Linked DNA regions of Rattus norvegicus: region 1 is linked to region 2. A link is a contact called in public Hi-C data. All regions are on one chromosome and are shown on one strand. Each heading gives the region's core, a stretch centred on a gene start, on an enhancer-like site or on the middle of the called end of the contact. The rest is flanking DNA. Distances are from core to core; before and after follow the strand shown.

What was found. A called contact is a pair of places that touch in the nucleus more often than the background predicts.
Region 1: a Hi-C map of the A7r5 cell line shows a contact between it and region 2, with 7 times the contacts expected there. The contact joins two enhancer-like sites. A contact is called at or near these places in 11 of 12 Hi-C or Micro-C datasets (the A7r5 cell line, Schwann cells, frontal cortex and 6 more).

Annotation. Positions count from the first base shown.
Region 1 is chr3:182,272,641-182,275,340 of GRCr8, forward strand. It overlaps the pseudogene Uchl3-ps1. Among named protein-coding and RNA genes, the nearest start is that of Ctcfl1, 35 kb to the right of the region's middle. Within about 2 kb of position 1,416, at least 2 of the 93 cell types and tissues checked have an H3K27ac peak or open chromatin away from gene starts, as enhancers often do. A contact at or near this core is called in the A7r5 cell line, where this site is marked.
Region 2 is chr3:182,006,165-182,009,140 of GRCr8, forward strand. No RefSeq gene overlaps it. Among named protein-coding and RNA genes, the nearest start is that of Bmp7, 130 kb to the right of the region's middle. Within about 2 kb of position 1,382, at least 3 of the 93 cell types and tissues checked have an H3K27ac peak or open chromatin away from gene starts, as enhancers often do. A contact at or near this core is called in the A7r5 cell line, where this site is marked.

The DNA of each region.
Region 1 (2,700 bases), core at 166-2,665, 270 kb after region 2:
CTTGAGGAAATGCCTCCATGAGATCCAGCTCTAAGGAATTTTCTCAACTAGTGATCAAGGGTAGGAGATTCCATTGTGGGTGAGGCCATCCCTGGGCTGGTGGTCCTGGGTTCTATAAGAAAGCAGGCTGAGCAAGCCATGGGGAGCAAGCCAGTAAGCAACATCCCTCCATGGCCTCTGCATCAGCTCCTGCCTCCAGGTTCGTGCCCTGTGAGTTTCTGTCGTGACTTCCTCTAGTGACAGACAGTGATGTGGAAGTGTAAGCTGAATAAACTTCCTCCCCAAGTTGCTTGTTGGCCATGGTGTTTAGTCCCAACCACAGAAACCCTGACTAAGACACTGCCCACAAGCACCTGCTTCCATTGAACCCATGCACACAGTCACTGGCTGCATGGCTTATTGTTCAGTGCTAGCGATGGCACCTAATCATAAGTTCTAGAATATTCAAAGAGCAGAAAAAGAAGAGGGTCTCCTGTGTGTCCCTTTGCTCTGTGAAGCTGAGAGTTTACAGAAAGCAGGGTGTTGTGCATTCCTCACAATGTCTGAGGAAGCCCTCGCTTGTTACTGAACAGTTTTGTCTGTGTTCCGAAAGCTTCTAGGGGATCTAGCAGGCCTCAGTCGCCCGCTGCAGGAAGCCAGGAAGCGGGTGCTGGAATTGTCACCAATGAGTGTCGTGGATGGTTTTGCAATGTCTGGGTTTGCCTGTTCCTCTGTGGAGGGGAGGTGGGCTCACAGCCTGGTGTGCCTCTCTCTCCTTCTCTCTCTTCTTTGCCCTCTGTCACTTCCTCCCTTTCCCCTCCTTCTTCCCCTTCCTCACTCTACTTGGGAGTTCTGGTGGCCCTGAGCTAGGTCCCACCCCGTGTTCTAGAGTAGCTTGTCCAGGAGCAGCTGGACACTAGGCTTCTTCAAAGGTCCCAGAGTGGTTCACACCTGTAATTGTGGCAGTCAGGAGACAGAGGTAGGAAGGCCAGGAGTTCAAGGTTAGTCTTGGTCGCATACGAAGTTTGAGGCTGACATGAATGAAGTTTCAGAAAACCAAAATTGTGGGCTGGTGAGATGTTTCAGTAAGTAAAGGTCCCTTGGTGCCAAGACTGATGACTCGAGAGAGTTCTACACCTGGGAACCACGTGACAGAAGAAGGGCTCCTAAGTTGGGCATAGAGCAAACACCTTCAACCCCAGTGCAGGGGAGGCAGAGGCAGGTGGAGCTCTGTGATTTCAAGGCTAGCCTGGTCTACCCAGTGAGTTCCAGGACAGCCAGAGCTGAAGGGAAAAGGTGCCCCCACACATTCCTTCTTTAACCCTCCCGAGGGAATTCTAACGCCCAGCCAAGCTAGCAGATCATTGTGGCTTATAGACACAAGGACTCTTGAGAGCTGAGGTGATCAGAAGCCCTTGGTCAGGCAGCTTTTACTGGCTGGGAGCTCCCTCCAGGGGCCAGGAAGAGCAGGTCGCTGAAAGAACAGAGTGAGAGAGAAACAGAGGGGCCTGTGCGGAACTGGGGAGCCCTCCTGAGGTGGGGCCACCTTTTCCATTCAGCAGCTCCTCTGACCCCGTGCACTGCCTGCTGCCTATTCATTCCTTATGTGACCAAGACTGCTCCACACATCACCGCTGCTGCCAGCCTCACGGGTTACAGTCCCCAGTTATAACTGTTTAAGGATTAAGAGCTGTGGCCTTTGTTGGAGTAGGTGTGGCCTTGTAGGAGGAAGTGTGTCACTGGGGGTGGTGGAGGAGTTGGGGTGGGGTGGAGGCAGGGCTGGAATTTGAAGTTTCTTTTTAAAAATTTTTTTAGATATATATATATATATATATATATATATATATATATATATATATATATATATATATATATATATATGGTGTGTCTTAAGACACAACACACAACAGAAGAAGGCATCAGACCTCATTAATGAATTACAGACAGTTATGAGCCACCACATGGTCACTGGGATTTGAACTCAGGACCTCTGGAAGATCAGTCAGTGCTCTTAACCACTGAACCATCTCTCCAGCCCGGAATTTGAAGTTTCAAAAGCCCATGGTGCTCCCCCTGCCCCCTATTTGTAGATAAGAATGTAAGCTTGGGGCTAGACAGATAGCTCAGTGGTTAAGAACTCTGTCAGCTCTTCCACAGGACAGGGGTTCAATCCCCAGCACCCACATGGCACAGACTGTAACTCCAAGATCCCACACTCCCACACAGACATACATGAGGGCAAAATACCGATGCACATTGAAAAAAAAAAGTGTGTAAGCTCTTAGCTGCTGCTCTAGCACCACCCTGCTCACAGACCTGGCTGCCGCTACGTTCCCTGCTGAGAAGAAGGCCTGAGAAGGCCGTGGGCTGTAAACCTCCGGAGACCCTAATTAAATGCTGACTTTTAAACCTTGCTTTCGTCAGGGTGTTCTGTCACGGCAATGGAAAAGGAACTGAGACAGTTGGGAAACCCTGCAGAGTGGTTACCTGAGGCCCACTGTAGATTCTGTGTAAGCAGACGAATCAGCTTCCACAACAGTCGTGTGTGGGGCCTCACGAACTGTGTCATGGCAGACAGCCGTGCTCCCTCCACGAAGCCCTCAGGTCACCTGGCAGTGACTGTGCCTTGTTCTCTCTCTGGTGGGATTTCTTTTTTTTTTTTTTTTTACAGGTAAAGTCAAAGTTTATTCACATAAAGTTTAATTAGTCAAGTTAATGAAA
Region 2 (2,976 bases), core at 132-2,631:
AAAGCTAAAAGAAAATGATTGGAGAAGGGGAGACAAAAGAAGCCGGGGTGGGGCGGGGGTGGTCTCCGCAAAGCTAGCTGTTTGGGTCCAGCCACCCCTCCCTCACCCCCCACGGAGAGCCAAATGCCCCTGAACAAAAGGAGTCTTCGGAACCCACCTCTCAGCTGGGGGTGTGATTGCTACAGTCCGCAAAATTTCCAGGAAATGGAGGACCTCTTCAGCATCAACACCGCCCCCTACCCCTCCCAGCCCCCACCTCCACCCCACCCAGTCTCTCTGGACCCTTTAACACCTGGATTTATTTTTCCCCAGAGCCCTCATGAGGGAAGTCCGCTGTGATTGGTTGTGGCTTGAAGTACATGATATTTGGGGAGGCAAACATCTGCCCGAAGGGTCTAACGCTGGCCTTTCTGCCTAAAGATCTCCTTGTTTTGGATTTTTCACCCCGGAGACAATTTTCTCGTTAAGTGGCTAGTAATCACTTGGGATTGCTCATCCTGACCCTGGGGAGGAGCTGCTCCGCTCCCAAAATACCGTTTGAGTCATTGGGGTTTCTTTCTATCACCTTGCATAAACTTTGAATTATTCTTTGTGTTGAGAAGATTATTATTAAGAAACACGCCCTCGAGCGGTCTGTACTTGCCTTCCCGGCTTCATTCGGCAGGCTGTGCTGCACAAGGGCGGCTGCCCAGGTGCTCCCCAAGGATTGCCCGCGTGGCCCAGATGCTAAGACCCCAGGGCGGGGCTGTCCCAGACTCAGCCTACTGGAGTCCAGCCACTCAAGAGCTCAGGCTGCCTTCCTATCCTGTCATCCCTGCCTGCGAAGAACCCGCGTTACATCGAACTGTTTCTTAGAGCATGATGCCAGCACCTTCCCATCCCTAGAAGAGGGGAGAGGAGGGAACACTCAGCTCTCCTCCCTCTCCCCCGATTTTAATTTTTTAAAGTGTCTTGATTGATATATAGCCCAGGCTGGTCTTGGACTCAGGGTCTTCCTTCCTCAGCCTTCCAAATGCTGGAATTACAGGTACGCACTATCACACCCAGCTGAACACACACACACACACACACACACACACACACACACACACACACACACACCCTCTCTGCTTGATAGAATAGGAACAGCGGTATTAAGGACTCAGCTGACTCTGCAGCCCGGGGCAGCGGGTTTTAACACTCTCTACCCATTCACACTTGCACGTCGAGCAGGCGTTTAAAGATGGACACTTTTACTTGGGAAGCGATTCTCCTACAAAATGCAAAGCGGTTGAAGCCTGGCCAGGTAGACGCCACAGAATTCCTCTCAAGCCCCAGCCTCTGGAGGCCCCGTTGGGACGGATAAGCGCTCTTGCGGCCCCCTCTGCTGGCCGCCGCCGCACTCTTCCAGAAGGGAGGCGCTGCAGCCTCAAGGCTGCGCCTTCCGGGGCGGTGGCCAAGCAGAAGGCTGCACAGCCAAGCCCTGGGACGGGGTTTCCAGGCATGGGATGCGAGATCCCAGCCACCGTCCTGCCATTTCCACCCAGAGAAGGCGTTTCCAACAAAAACACAGGAGCGCAACTGCAGAAAAGTTCAGCCCACGGCCCGAGTCCAGGCGCCAGCAGTGATGGACAGCCGTGTTGGACATAATTGAGTGGTTAATAGACACCCAGAGAAAGTATAATGAACCCACCGCTCTGGGGTTCTGCCTTACTATATGCCTCAAGCACCACGCGAGACATACCAAACGTTAAAAGTTATTTATCGGAACATACATTTATCTGGGTATTTAAACTATACTGCTTATTTCTACGTAGTGATGATTTTCTCTAGCCTCAGACGCCTAGACTCCATCTTGTTGGTGTTCGGTTACCTGGAACTCAAGGGCGGCTTGCTTCCAAGACTGAAACCTTATTGGTCCCCAACAGTCATGAAAACCTATTGCTGGCCAGGGACTGGCTTAGAAACGATCATGTGACATAATTCTGACCAATGAGACTTGAGGAAATCTGGCTCTTTTGGCGCCTGAGAGAAAGCTGGTTCATCAGGTGAAAGAAACACGGTTTTCTTCCTGTCTGGACTGGGATAAACATGTTATGTTTGGTGCCCTGGCAACCACTCTGCAACCAGGAGGGATGCCTGGGGGGTGACGAGAATATGAGAGAGCAGCAGAACAGAAAGATGCAACTTTTTCTGGTCGCTCCTGAACCTTCAAGGTGGCGTCTCTTAGAGGCACTGTTTCCCTCGAGGCTTCTTGTTGAGATAAATCTCTTTTGGTTCTTTTTTTTTTTTCGGAGCTGGGGACCGAACCCAGGGCCTTGCGCTTCCTAGGTAAGCGCTCTACCACTGAGCTAAATCCCCAGCCCCCGAGATAAACCTCTTAACCTTGGGTGCGCGCGCGCGCGCGCGCGCGCGTGTGTGTGTGTGTGTGTGTGTGTGTGTGTGTGTGTGTGTGTGTGTGTGTGTGTGTGTGTTGGGGGGCTCTCCTGTGAAAGCCTGTCTGTCACACACAGACCTTGGCCAACCAGCATGCAGTAGGAGGCAGAGGCTGGGTTTGACGGAGAAAGACGGTATTCCTTCCATGGCTTTTCGAGGCTGGGCAGCCTAGCTGAGACAAGCAAGTAAAAGAGTTTACTTTGGCTCCTGGTTCCAGGGAGTAAGGCTTGCCTGGCTGCCTTACTTTTCTTTTTCTTTTTTTTTTTAAGCCAGAAATCTAGAGGGAGGAAGGTTGTCCACCAGGAGAGTGAGACAAGGAGAGAAAATAGGCCTTTCAGAGGCACAACTGGGTGACCTGGTGACACCAGAGCCCCAGAGATCTCGCAACACTTCCAGCTGGGGACTGTGCCACCAACGCATTGACAGAGACAGCCGCTCTGCTTGCAAGGCGGAGGGAGGTCTCCCTGGGGCATAGGTTGCTTTGGGTGGTGCACTGAGGCATGGCTCCCCACGCTCAGCTCCTCAATGGAGAGCGTGGCAGCTACCCGGGGCCGCCCTGCT